Linked DNA regions of Ovis aries: region 2 is linked to region 1. A link is a contact called in public Hi-C data. All regions are on one chromosome and are shown on one strand. Each heading gives the region's core, a stretch centred on a gene start, on an enhancer-like site or on the middle of the called end of the contact. The rest is flanking DNA. Distances are from core to core; before and after follow the strand shown. Region 1 holds the start of ICE1 (interactor of little elongation complex ELL subunit 1). Region 2 holds the start of ADAMTS16 (ADAM metallopeptidase with thrombospondin type 1 motif 16).

The links. Hi-C and Micro-C count contacts between places; a contact is called where the count stands out from the background.
Region 2: a Hi-C map of hypothalamus shows a contact between it and region 1, with 5 times the contacts expected there. The contact joins the promoter of ADAMTS16 here to the promoter of ICE1 in region 1. A contact is called at or near these places in 8 of 16 Hi-C or Micro-C datasets (hypothalamus, mesenteric adipose tissue, muscle and 4 more).

What each region holds. Positions count from the first base shown.
Region 1 is chr16:67,790,862-67,797,138 of ARS-UI_Ramb_v3.0, reverse strand. It overlaps ICE1 (interactor of little elongation complex ELL subunit 1), which reads left to right and starts at 3,346. Exons shown (of 19, transcript XM_060400282.1): 1 at 3,346-3,678.
Region 2 is chr16:68,070,795-68,077,071 of ARS-UI_Ramb_v3.0, reverse strand. ADAMTS16 (ADAM metallopeptidase with thrombospondin type 1 motif 16) reads left to right here and starts at 3,086. Exons shown (of 23, transcript XM_042233642.1): 1 at 3,086-3,145; 2 at 3,233-3,335. The coding sequence starts at 3,086.

The DNA of each region.
Region 1 (6,277 bases), core at 2,097-4,596:
ACCAGAATCTAGACATACCTCCAGGTCTTAGGACAGTCTGACAGAAAAACAGTTTTCCTTGGAAGCTTGATCAAAATTAAAAAAAAAATTGCAAAAAAAAAAAAAAAAACCAACAAAAAACCCCAACCCAAACCAAACCTCTTCCCCTCCCCCTTTTTCTTCTATTATTTTTTTATGTGAGTTGGATGGAGATATTATCTATTTTCCAAACTAGATGACACCATCAATAAACTGTGAATACCTCTTCACTGTATGGTAGAGCTTATGGGCTTGGCCTTGCCATTTTCATTTTACCCTTAAATTATAGCTACTCCTCTGTAAGGAAATAGCAGCTCAAAGAGATCACTTGCTTGAGAGTTTAAAGCCAGGTGTGTGGTTCCAAAGTCACTGCTTGCCATTTTCTGCATGTAGACATATGCTTGTGTGTCTCCATCACAACGACACAATGTTACTGTCGCTCAGTTGCTAAGTTCTCTTGGACTCTTCGTGACCCCATGGACTGTATCACGCCAGGCTTCCCTGTCCTTCAGTTATCTCTCAGAGTTTGCTCAAACTTGTGTCCATTGAGTCAGTGATGCCAGCCCACCATCTCATCCTCTGCTGCCCACTTCTCCTCCTGCCCTCAATCTTTCCCAGCATCGGGGGCTTCTCCAAGGAGAGGGCTCTGCGCATCAGGGGCTACAGGATGACACAGTAGGGGTGGCCATTCTTACAGGAGAGGAAAAATGTCGTTTCCGGCACTCCCTAACCAGTGGCCAACACCAATTTCCATTATGAACTACAACTACACTTGTTTTTGCACAGCCTGCCAGGTAAGAATGAGTTTTACATCTGTAGACGGTTTCTCAAAAACAAACAAAGAAAATGACATATGCAGTAAAGACCTGTATGCTCCCCAAATCCTAAAATATTTACTGTGTGGCCATTTATGGAAAGTTTGCCCACAGTACATTACACAAAACAGACTGCTGCCGTTGGTCTTTCTTCCCCCTTTGAATATCTTATGATAAAGGTAGAAGATGGAACAAATGCACTTTCACTTCTGAGTGGAAGTGCTTATTATTGTTCACTTTCAATTAGCCGCAGCAAATCTGACTCACTCTGCCATCCACAGAGCACCTACTGTGTACAGCACTTGCTGCTGCTAAGCTCCTGCTAAGTCGCGTCAGTCGTGTCCGACTCTGTGTGACCCCATAGAGGGCAGCCCACCGTCCCTGGGACTCTCCGGGCAAGAACACTGGAATGGGTTGCCATTTCCTTCTCCAATGCATGAAACAGAAAAATGAAAGTGAAGTCGCTCAGTTGTGTCCAACTCTTAGCGACCCCATGGACTGCAGCCTACCAGGCTCCTCCATCCATGGGATTTTCCAGGCAAGAGTACTGGAGTGGGGAAGCCATTGCCTTTGCACTTTGCAGTGTTTAAAAGGAAAACTCACCTCTAAGACATAAAGAACACCACTATCCAAGTCAAAATGTGGTATTAATAAAAAAAAAATTAGTGATAAGGAACAAAAAGGGGCTTCCCTGATGGCTCAGCGATAAAGAATCTGCTTGTCAATGCAGGAGACAGTTTCAGTCCCTGGGTCAGGAAGCTCCCCTGGAGAAGGAAACAACAACCCACTCCAGTGTTCTTGCCTGGGAAACCCCGTGGACAGAGGAGCCTGGTGGGCTATAGTCCATGGGGTCACAAAGAAGTTAGGATATGACATAGTAAGGAAACCACAAGCAGACAAAAAAGGACATACACACTGTGGTCGTGGAGGTAAAACGTGCGGCCTGGCAGGACAGGAGGGTTACAGAATGCCACGCTGGCAGGAAGGGCGTTCCAGGCAGGTGCAGGGGACAGGAAGGCAGCAGCGAGTTCCCAGTTCCTGCAAGGGTAGGGATGTCGTGTAGGCGGGTGGACAGTGCAGAGCGAGCCAACGCTGGAGCATAAGCTGGTGCCTCCTTGGCTAAGATACCCTGGGCCGGGGAGGGGTGGGGTGGGGAGGGGGGTGGGGGGAAACATTTGGGGAGGGAAGCTACTGTTAAGACCTGTTTGTCCGAGGTTGGAAGGCAGACATGGAACATGTAAAGTCATCAGGACCACAGGGGCTCCTCTCCCCTTTCTCGCTTCTCCTTTCACTTTAACCCTACTCCTGTCTTCTGCACATCCCACATTAGCCCCTCGGACGAGTACAGACGTGTCTTCAGTGCCAAGGGCAGGTGATCTAAGCGACTGCTGGACACCTGGTCCCTCCACTTCACAGCCAGCTTCAACCGCAGAGCGTGTACAAGCAAGGACAGGGATGCCGGCGTTTGGAGAGGAACACAGACTGCTTTCTTGGAAGTGGCGGGGGGTGGGGGGGGGGGGGTGGGTGCTGTTTTCAGTTGCAATTTCCATCCGAAGATTTAAGGAGCTGATAGGGCCTGGGACGTCTCCTTAATGCATGCAGTTCTTGTATGGGACGCTAAGAATTCGGACTTCCTAACCAGACGTCGAGAAGCGACGTCTGAGGCTTCCGAGCAAGGTAACCGATGGCAACAAGCTGGGATCATCCAAAAGATTCTGGTGGCAGCGGATATCGGGGGAAACTTCGATTCAAACAAGAGGATGAGGACTTGGGTGTATCCGGGAATTGCTGTAAAGTGAAGATTTTCTTTTTCCCTTTGCAAGATATTTTAATAACATTTGTTAGCAGCCGGCCACTGCCCAGGATTCGGCCAAGCGCTGTGCTTGGCAGGGCTTCCGGAGTGGGGGTGGGGGTGAGGAAGAGGCCGAGGAGCGCGGGGCCGGACGGCAAGTGGACACGGAAGGCGGGGGAGCTGTGAGAAGAGAGACGTCTGGGAAGAAGGACTGGTCAGCGGCGACGACGACAACGTCTAACTAGGCGAACCGCCCCCTCAGGGGCGCCCGCGGCGGCAGGAAGAACTGCTCGGGGTCCGCCCGGCGCGCGGGGGCCGCCGGGAGACGTAGTCCTCGGGTCTCCGCCTGGGCCCGGTCGCACTCTGACGGAGCGCGCCGCTCCAGTTAAAACTTGCGCACCGGCCCGTCAGCGTGCGGGGTCCTTCAGCGCCGGGAGGCGCCTGCAGTGACGTCACCTCAGGTCACCTCCCCCTCGGCGAAGGTTTTAGGTGTCTATCGAAAGCCGTCTACACAGCAAGCCGGCAAAGGAAGACTAAACGCTACACGGCGGAAGAGGGGGCCCGTCCGACGCCTCTCCGCCCCGCGCTGTTTCCTCGGGGCGTGTGTCCCCGCCGCCGCGGCGCAGTCCCGCGCCCCGTTTTCCCTCAGGCGGCGCGGCGGGCAGCCCCGCGCCGCGGCGTGGGGGCGGGGCGAGCCGGGGCGGGGCGGGGTCCTGGCTCGGAGGCGTCGCACGCTCGGGGGGCCGCGCCGGGTGTACCGTTTCTGTCTGCAGCGCCTGAGGTGGCTCTGGCTCGGAGAGCCGTTCGCCCGGCTCCACGGGGACCTCGGTGCACGGATGGACCCGCCCGGACCCGGCGGGAAGCGGCCCGGGAGGGCCAGGCGGCCCCGGCGGCGTCAGCAGAGGCAGGACGGGGCCGAGGCCGCCGGCCCCTGAGGCGCGCGGGCTCTGCGGGCCCGGCGGCGGCACCATGATGCCGGGCGAGACCCATTCGGCGGCGCCGGGGACGGCGGCGGACCTCTCGCGCTGTCAGGGCTGCGCCTCTCTGCAGCAGGTGAGGCGTCTGCCCCTCAGGCCGAGGGCGCGGAGGGGCTGGGCCGGGCCGTGCGGGGCGCGGGGCGGGGGTGGGGGTGGGCCTCGGGCGGAAGCCCCCCTCCCCCTCCCCGTTTTGGGAAAGGCTAGGGCTTCTCTGGTGGCTCAGCTGGTGAAGAATCCGCCTGCAATGCAGGGAGAGACCCTGGTTCGATTCCTGGGTCGGGAAGATCCCCTGGAGGAGGGAAAGGCTACCCACTCCAGTATTCTTGGACTGCGCTGGTGGCTCAGCTGGTAAAGAATCCGCCCGCAATGCGGGAGACCAGGGTTCGATCCCTGGGTCGGGAAGATCCCCTGGAGAAGGGAAAGGCTACCCATTACAGTATTCTGGCCTGGAGAATCCCATGGACATAGGAGCCTGGCAGGCTACAGTCCATGGGCTTGCAAGAGTTGAACATGTTTTAGTGACTTTTCGCTGCGTTCTTCAGGCTTGGAATCTGGGATTCATTTCCTAGGTGCAGCACTGGTGGAGGGGTGGGGGGCCCCCCGGGGTTCCCTTCTCCAATCCCGGTGTTTCCCCCAAGGCTGACTCCGAGGGAGAGGAGTGGTGGTCAGAATGCCGAGGAAAGCTAATCTCTCCCAGGAGAAGGTGGTGGTTTTTTTACTGTGCTGGCCAGTCCTTCCGTATTTCTTGCTTGTGGGGGTGGTGGGGGCGGGTGCTCATGTGGCCTGCGGGTTGGCCAGGAGGGTCATTCGTCCCCCGAAGGCACGTGGACGCTGCAGGTCTCTGAAGTGTAGCATGGAGTGTGCGCGCCCCCGGCAGAAGAGGAGCCGCTGCCAGCGTCGGCCTCAGGCCCTGAGGAGTGCCCCTCCCCAGCTGGACTTCTCGCAGCCATCTGATGTCAGGAGTCTCTCTTTTTGCTTCTGTCATCAGTGTTTTTCGGTGGTAAAGTAGCGCTGTGCTCCGTCTGTGCCTGTGTGCGCAGTCGCGTCCAGCTCTTTGTGACCCATGGGCTGTATGTGTAGCCCTCCAGGCTCCTCTCTCTGTCCATGGGATTTTTTTTTTTTCCAGGCAGGAATATGCTGGCGGGGGTTGCCAGTTCCTTCTCCAGGGGGTCTTCCCAACCCAGGGGTCGAATTTGCGGCTCCCCCATTTGGCAGGTGGAGTTTTTACCATCTGAGCTGGCAGAGCCTCTGGTTGTAGTCCAGCGTGGTACTGATGTGTAATTGAGTTACTCCTATTGTACCCGGTGTTCTGGGCACCAGGGACATAGTGGTGAATAACGCAATGGTGACCAGAGCATCTTGCAGATGTGCTGTGTGTGTGAACGTGAGACTTCAGAAGGCTTGAAGTGTTAGGAAAATAAGGGAGGCGTTGGAGTGGTGGTGTTTTCTCCGCTGGGGGCTGCCGGGAGGGCAGGTTGCTCTTGAGCTGGTGACATTCGGACACGTGAATGGTGAGAAGCAGACTGGATAGGTGTGGAGGAGCTTCCTAGGTAGAAGGTTTGACAGGTGATCGGGTTTGGGGGTGAAAAGGAGCGAGGCATCTGAGGAACCGGAGGAGCTCCGGCTGGGGCAGAGGCAGAGCTCTGTGAAGGGAGGAGGGAGGGTAGGCCCCGAGGCCATCAGAGGAGCTGAGGGTTTGGGGCTTTGTTTTTCTAACAGCATCATCTATGAGCTGATCCCAAACATTTTAAGGGCTGGGAGCAGGGTGGGAGAGAAGAAAGTCCTGCCCTGGCACTCTGAAATAGAGGGGGAACAAATGGGAAAGTCACTGTCTGAGCTGAGATGTCTCATGGAGGCATTCATAATGTGCTTTTGTTTTCCCCTCAAAACCCATGTCCATGAGGGAAATTCTCTTGAATCGTTTGTAAGTTGTATTTATTCTCTGGGCTGTTTATTCACTCAGCAAATGTTTTTTGATCCCCTGCTGTGTTTTAGGAAGTGCAGTTACAGCAGTGGGTGAAAAGGCAAGTATTCTTCATCTCAGAGCCTCTGTGTTAGGAGGTGGGGGGAGGAGATGGTCAACAAGTTATGTGAGAAGGTAATAAATGTGCTGGAAATAAATTGAGCCGAGAAAGGGAGAGGAATAAAAGGCTGAGGAAAGGGCCAGTGTCTGGTAGAATTTACGTAGGGAGTCCTGGAGGCTTCGGGGAGGTTGTCTTTGGGCAGGGAGGGTGAGGATGAGCTCTGGAGACGTCTTTGGAGAGGAGCACCCCAGACGGCCGAGAGGTTGCTGTGGTGGCCAGTCGCTCGTGTGCTTGGGAAGACGTGGAGGCACGGCAGCTGGGGTGGAGCGCGCGCTGGGGTCTTGGTGGGTTTGGGGCCGTCCTGGCCGGGTGACTCATAAGCGACAGGGATTCACTCCTCACAGTCTCGGCGGCCGGCAAGCCCAGGATCCAGGGGCTGGCGGGTCTGCTCTCCGGTGAGAGCGGCACTCCTGGTTCGTGATTCCTGCTGCGCCCTCAGTTGGCAGCTCTAGGGCCTCCTTCATGAGACCACAGATCCCATCCCCGAAGGCTGTGCCGTTCTGACCTGTTCACCCAGCGGAGGACCACCCTGCTGTGCCTGTCCTGTAGCTGATTATACGTCAGTGTATGAATTTGGTGGGGGGCACAGTG
Region 2 (6,277 bases), core at 1,837-4,336, 280 kb before region 1:
GGCTAATGTTCTAGCATGATCTGGCATACTGGGGAGGCCCAGATAACTGCCACTTGTTGGAAATATTCCAAAGCAAAGAAATCACTTGGAAGTCTTTGCAGTTCATTTTACAAAGTTGCCAATGCCCAGAAAACAAAACCTGAAAAGGAAGTCTGCACACGTGTGCTTCCTCACCTCCCCTTCTCTCCCGTCCTGAGGGGGACCACTGCCCCAGGGTTACATACAGGACGACCAAACACAGGACACCCGCCTGGACGGGCAAGACGACCAGCGTTTACCAGTCATGATGCCGAGAGGTATATGGTGGGGTCTGGTGCCTTGTCGCCCCAAAGCCAATAAACAGGCCAGGTTGGTGGAAAGGAAAGTTTGCTTTATTTCTGATGTGGGCAACTGGGGGTGGGGTGGGGTGGACGTCTGTCCGCAGGCTGACCACTCCCCCCCCCCATCCCTAGCAACCAGTGGGGCAAGAGATTTCCTGGACAGAAGGGGACTATACACAAAAACAGCTCAGTCAACTCTGACAGTCATCAAGAAATTGGTCATCAGTGGTCTCATCAACATCATCTTCATTGTTTTAAGTCCAGTTAATTTTCAGTTCCAGGGTGCGTTGGTTCCCATTGCTTTGAGGCCAGTTCTTGGAATTATGGCAGCTTCTGGCAGGTTATAGTCCAAGGGGTCGCAGAGAGTCAGAAGCCACTGAGCAAGTGAGCAAAGCACACCTACAGGAGTAGGTCCCTGGGCAACTGGTCTCCCATTGGGTGCAAAGCCAGCACATTAACATAATAAAAGCTACTTTTCTTTCTCTCAGTACTCAGGAAATTCCAAATTCGGAGCGCTCTGTGCCAGGAATTGGAGGAGACCAAACACACGTATCTTATTATAAGTCACAAACGGGCTCCACCGTCTCCTGTGTCCCTCCTGTACCTAGCCCATCCACTTCCTTCATCTCAACCCCCAACCTCGCCCCAGGCTGCAGTGGACCCTTCATCTATGTCATCTAGGATGAGCACCAGATTCAATGAGGGGCTAAAAAACCTGGAAAACCTTCATCATTGTAGAGGATATAGCTTCTTAACGATGGAAAGATTGATTTTGGTTGTATTCCAAAAGGGGAATAAAAGAATTCCAAAAGTGGACCCTTTTTACCTACCATTCTTCTTTCATTCCATCCGATGAACTTGCAGAAAGAGAGCCGTGGGTGTGCAGCTGTGATGGTCGCTAGCCTTGGAAAACCTGATGCCCTTGCAAGTTACCTTCCACGCAATTAGCGATAACTAGATATCCTCCGTTTACCAAGCATGCAATGCCCAGTCCTCAGGACAAAGGGACGCTCTGCCTCCTGCAGAACCTTGGCCAGCCTCCAGTGAGCCCCTGGCAGACCGGCTATGGGCACACCCGGGGGGCAGACACCAGTTAGGAACTTCGTGGGGGAGGGGGTGGGGAGGGGCTTAAGCCCACTTCCCAATGCACTTTTTGTAAAATTTCTCCCACTTCTGCAGAGTTTCCAAATAAATAAATATGAGAAAGAGAGCGAGAGATGAAGACGGAGTCTGCCCTTCACAGCCTGAGGGTGCTCCGTGTCTGCCCAGCAAGCCTGCACGGCCGAGCTGCCAGAAATCAGAGGCACCCACGGGCTCAGGGCGAGCCAGGCGAAGGGGGTCCAGAGACCACTGCCACCAACTTCCTCAACTTCCTCTCCAAAATGTGCAAAAACCGGCCAAGACGGGCTTAACTGAATGTGCGGGGCACTGGGACCACGAAGCCGGAGCCCAGACTCCGGAGACCTCCAGGAGGTAAGGGGTCTAGCAGGCCAAGGAGCAGTGAGTGGAACGGAGTGGCCACAGGCAGGACACACGCTGGAGAATCCGGTGCGCTCAGCCGCCAGCGCGAACACAGGCACGGCGGTGGACGCGGGGGGAGGACACAGAGACCGCCACTAATACACATTCACGTACACCTAGCGCGGGTCCGCGTGCGCTCACGTTCAAACGCACGCACGAGCGCTCACACACAGGGCCATCAACAGGTGCAGAACCCGGGCTGGGCTGGTAGGCGGGCGGGTGGCCGCGCGTCCTCAGCCTCCTAGCGCGACTGGCACAGCGGCGCAGGAACTGGCCCGGGCCCGCACCCACCCGCGAAGCCAAAGCCTCCCCTATCGGCTGCACTAGGGCCCCAGCGGCGCTGGGACAGGCGCGCTCAGAGCAAGGCCAGGCCGCGGCGGCCAGGACCGCTGGAGCCCGGAGCGCCCACACGTCCCAGGGCCGATGGGACGGAGGCCGGAGCTTCCCCCACCCTCAGCGCCTCCCGAGCTGGCGGGCGATGCCCGTTGCGTCCTCTGCTCTCCGACGCGCGCATCTGCCAGAAGGTCTGGGCACTCCTGTTTCACACCCCGCCTCCCCCGGGCGAAAGGGCAGGACCAGCGGGCGCAGTCCCGCCGCATGCCGGCGGGCGGCAGGTGTCGGCCTCTGGATGCGCAAGCCTGGCTCTCGGGAGTGGGGACCCGGGAGCGCCGGGGCGCCGCGCCGCGCGGTGCGAGCCTTGTCCAGTCGCGGACTGCGGGCCGGAGCGCTCGGGGCGGGCGGCCCCAAGCGGCTCACCGCCCCCGCCCCGGGTCCCCGCGGCCCGGCCACCCGCGTGCCCACGGGACGGCCGGCCAGGCGCGCCGACTGCGAGCCCGGGAGCGCGCGGCTTCTCCCGGGTCCTCCTCTGCTCGCGCCCCACCCCGCCGCCCTCTCTCCTGCCTCTCCCCGTCCCCTCCCCTCGCCTGCCCTCCCCGTCTCTCCCACGGTGCGGGCGGGCGCTCCGCCGCCGCCCCCGCCGCCCCCGCCGCCCCCGCGGCCGCCACTCCGCCCCCCGCGCGGCGCGGAGCCGCAGTAATAACCCCGGCGCGGGCGGCGCATCCGCCGCGGGACACCGTGCTGCGCGCCGGCCGGGCTGGTCCTCGGTGCCCGCTTCGCAGGGCTGCCGGACTGGGGAGCCTCCCGCGGCCCCGGGCCCCTCCGAGCGCCCCTGGATGGAGCCGTGCGTTCTCCCCGCGGCGGCGCAGCGCGGGCGACGGGCGCGGGGCGCGCTAGGCGGCCGGGCCATGCGGGTCCTCGGCCGCGCGGCGCTCTGGGTGCTGCTGCTGGCGCAGGTGGGTGCGCAGGTGGGTCCCGACGGCGGGGGCGGCGTTCCCTGGAGCCCCCCTCGCGCAGCCGGGTCTCACCGAGGTCTCGACGCTGTTTTCCCGCAGGCACCTGCTTGCGCCGTGGGACCCGCAGCGGCCTCGCCGGGGAGCCCGAGCGTCCGGCGTCCTCCTGGCCCCGCGGAGTGGCCGGGCTCGGGGGAAGAGGGCGGTAAGTCCGCGCGGGGCGGGAGGGGTGGTTCGAACCTTTTCCGGGGAGCAGCTTGTAAACTTCAAAGCTGGTTTACAAAACGCTGTGAAGGTTCCTAACTCAGGGAATTCCCTATAAGACGCTGCGGCGCTTCGCCAGCGAGCACCGCTGAGTCAACTTTCAGCAATATTTATATCATTTCCCAGTAAAACAGATGCGATTTACCAGCGTTATTACCATAAGCATTAGGGAAGAAAGCAATGGAATGTATTTGGATGAAATAGAAGAGAGAAATAACCTAGGAGTTATATTAACGCAGACACCAAAGCGATTGCAAAGCTTATAGCGCCTTTCATCCCCTCGTCCCCTCCTTCACCTGTCCCTTTCCGGCCTTTTACGGCGAACACCCTTCACTGCCAGGAAACTAGGAACTAGAACCACCATGGGACCCAGTAGTCCCTCTACTGGACATATACCCTGCCTGCCTGCCTGCTCAGTCGTGTCCGACTCTTTGCCCCTGGTGGACTGTAGCCCGCCAGGCTCCTCTGTCCATGGGATTCTCCAGGCAAGAATACTGGAGTGGGTTGCCATTGCCTTCTCCAGGGGATCTTCCCGACCCAGGGATGAAGCTCAGGTCTCCGGCATGGGCAGGTGGATTCTTTACCACTGAGCCCCCTGGGAAGCCAGAGCAGAAGACAAAAAGACAGCTGTTTTGCTCTGTAGCTACCTTGGCATCGAAAGGGATGCTCCTGGAGAGCTGGCGGAATGGGTAATCAGTGTCTTGTGACTTCATAAGAGCAATGTCCAAGTCCAGTGCCTTGCTGTGACAGAAAAGCAGGTCAGAACTTTGTGCAGTGTGTGGTTATATTTTCTCTCCTCACAAGCGGCATTTATTATTCCATGTGTCAGGGGGAGAGACCTCCCTGTCCTGACCTGCTTTAGGGTAGCTGAGAAAGCAGGCGTTTAATTTCAGTTGCTAGCTGGCTTTTCATCTGAACCCAGTCCATTGGCAGTTGCTAAATACGAATACTTTGCATCGATTCCAAGAAGAAATTGCCATCTCAAATGTTGTTAGTGACTTATAGAGGAAGAATCAGGTTTGATTACCCCATCATATTTTTTCAGTAAACCTCAAAAAATGAGTTAATAATTCAGAACAACTGAATGTAGCTTCTTAACAATACTCCTCAAGGCAATCATTGAATTATATGCGTCAATTATTGAGATTCCTCCTGTAAGAGCCTGGGAAGTGATAAATGAAATGCGGGAACGTAGGACCTCTTCCGAATCCACCAGAGGGCGCTAGAGGTAAAGAATAGAAAACGTTTTCCCTGTATTTGCCAAAGAGTTATTTCAAGCTCACCTTTTTGGGCTTGCCCTTGTCTTCAGTGTTTCTCTTACGTTTCATTCTAGTATGTAATGACTTATACTGTAGTTAATTGTCTTTCCCCACTTAAAAAGTAAGATTTTTTGAAAATTCTAGCTTTCTAGAATCATGAGAACTCCTGAAGGCCTCAGAAGAATTTTCAGTGTTTCCTAACATTTATGGGGTTTTCTGGGAGGTAAGAGCTTTAGAGATAGAGAATCACCTCCAGGAGGAGAACCCAAGACATCTTGCCCAAGTGTGCCCTTCTCCCCGGAGGAGCGTCCTGTGAACTGGACTCCAGCCTGGCGGGCATGTGGCTCTGATCACCTAACTCCTCAGCTGGGGTCACAAACCGCAGAGTTCCCGAAAGAACCAGTTGGCTGGCTTGGTTAGAACTTCACGGGGAAGGTGGGTGCCATCGTCAGTGAGGTTGTAGCCCAGGGGACACGCCGCCCCCTCGTCTCCCGCTGTGGAGGTGTTTCAGGTCCACAGTTACAGATGGCTAACTTGAGAGAGTGAGTTTCAGTGGAAAGCTCCCACAGGATCAGAGAAAGACTGCTTGTCCTCAGCAGTGGCCTCTTTTGACTTTGTGTGATGCTGGGGTTAGCTGACTGCTAGATGTCTGGGGATGCCTTCAAAACCTGGAGGCTCAGATCGTAACGAATCCGCCTGCAATGCAGGAGACCCGGGTTTGATCCCTGGGTCGGAAAGATGCCCTGGAGAACGGAATGGCAACCCACTCCAGTATCTACCTGGAGAATCCCATGGATGGAGGAGCGTGACAGGCTACAGTCCATGGCTTCGCAAAGAGTCCGGCATGACTGAGTGATTAACACTTTCTTTTCTTTCAAAACCCACAGCTGGCTGTGAAGTAACTCTTTTGGCCAAAAGGCTTGTTTAACACATATTTTAACCTCTATAGACAATGTTGCTGGGTGTCTGGAGTAATTATGCAGTTAGAGAACTCCATATATTCTGTGAGCAACAGTAGATAAGTTCATGGAGATCAGTTCTATTTTCAGGCATTCGGTGCACTCCTTTCATTTTGGCTGATTCAGCATTGCTTCTCCTTCAGAGGAGACTTGAATGCTTTTTCTACAAATTAACCTTTGTCATAATAATAGCAGGTCTTTTTCAGAGCAAAGACAACAGCCATTCCTTTCTCCATGGGATCTTCTTGGCCGAGGGATTGAACCCAGGTGTCCTGCACTGCGGGCAGATTCTTTACCATCTGACCCACCAGGGACTCCCCAAAAGATGTAGCATGAGCTTGTTATTAATAGCTTTTCAAAATCTAGGGTAAGCTAAGCTTCCAGGTCAAGGGTGGAAGCTTTTAGAGTTTTGTTCTGTTGAACAAGAGAGACCTGTGTCTGTGGGCATGCATTCATAGTTTATATTGGTTTATACTCACACATTCACATAGCCTGAGACAGGGCAGGCCGGCCCAGTGCTATGCTGGTAACTGTTTAACAACAGATTCTTGGAGGCTCTGGTTTGTCACGTGTGCTGGTTCCCACGGGCCAAATGCTCCCACGCGGCTGATGACAAGCTATGCGTGTGAGCCTCTCAACATGCAGTCAGGACGCAACGCGCAAAA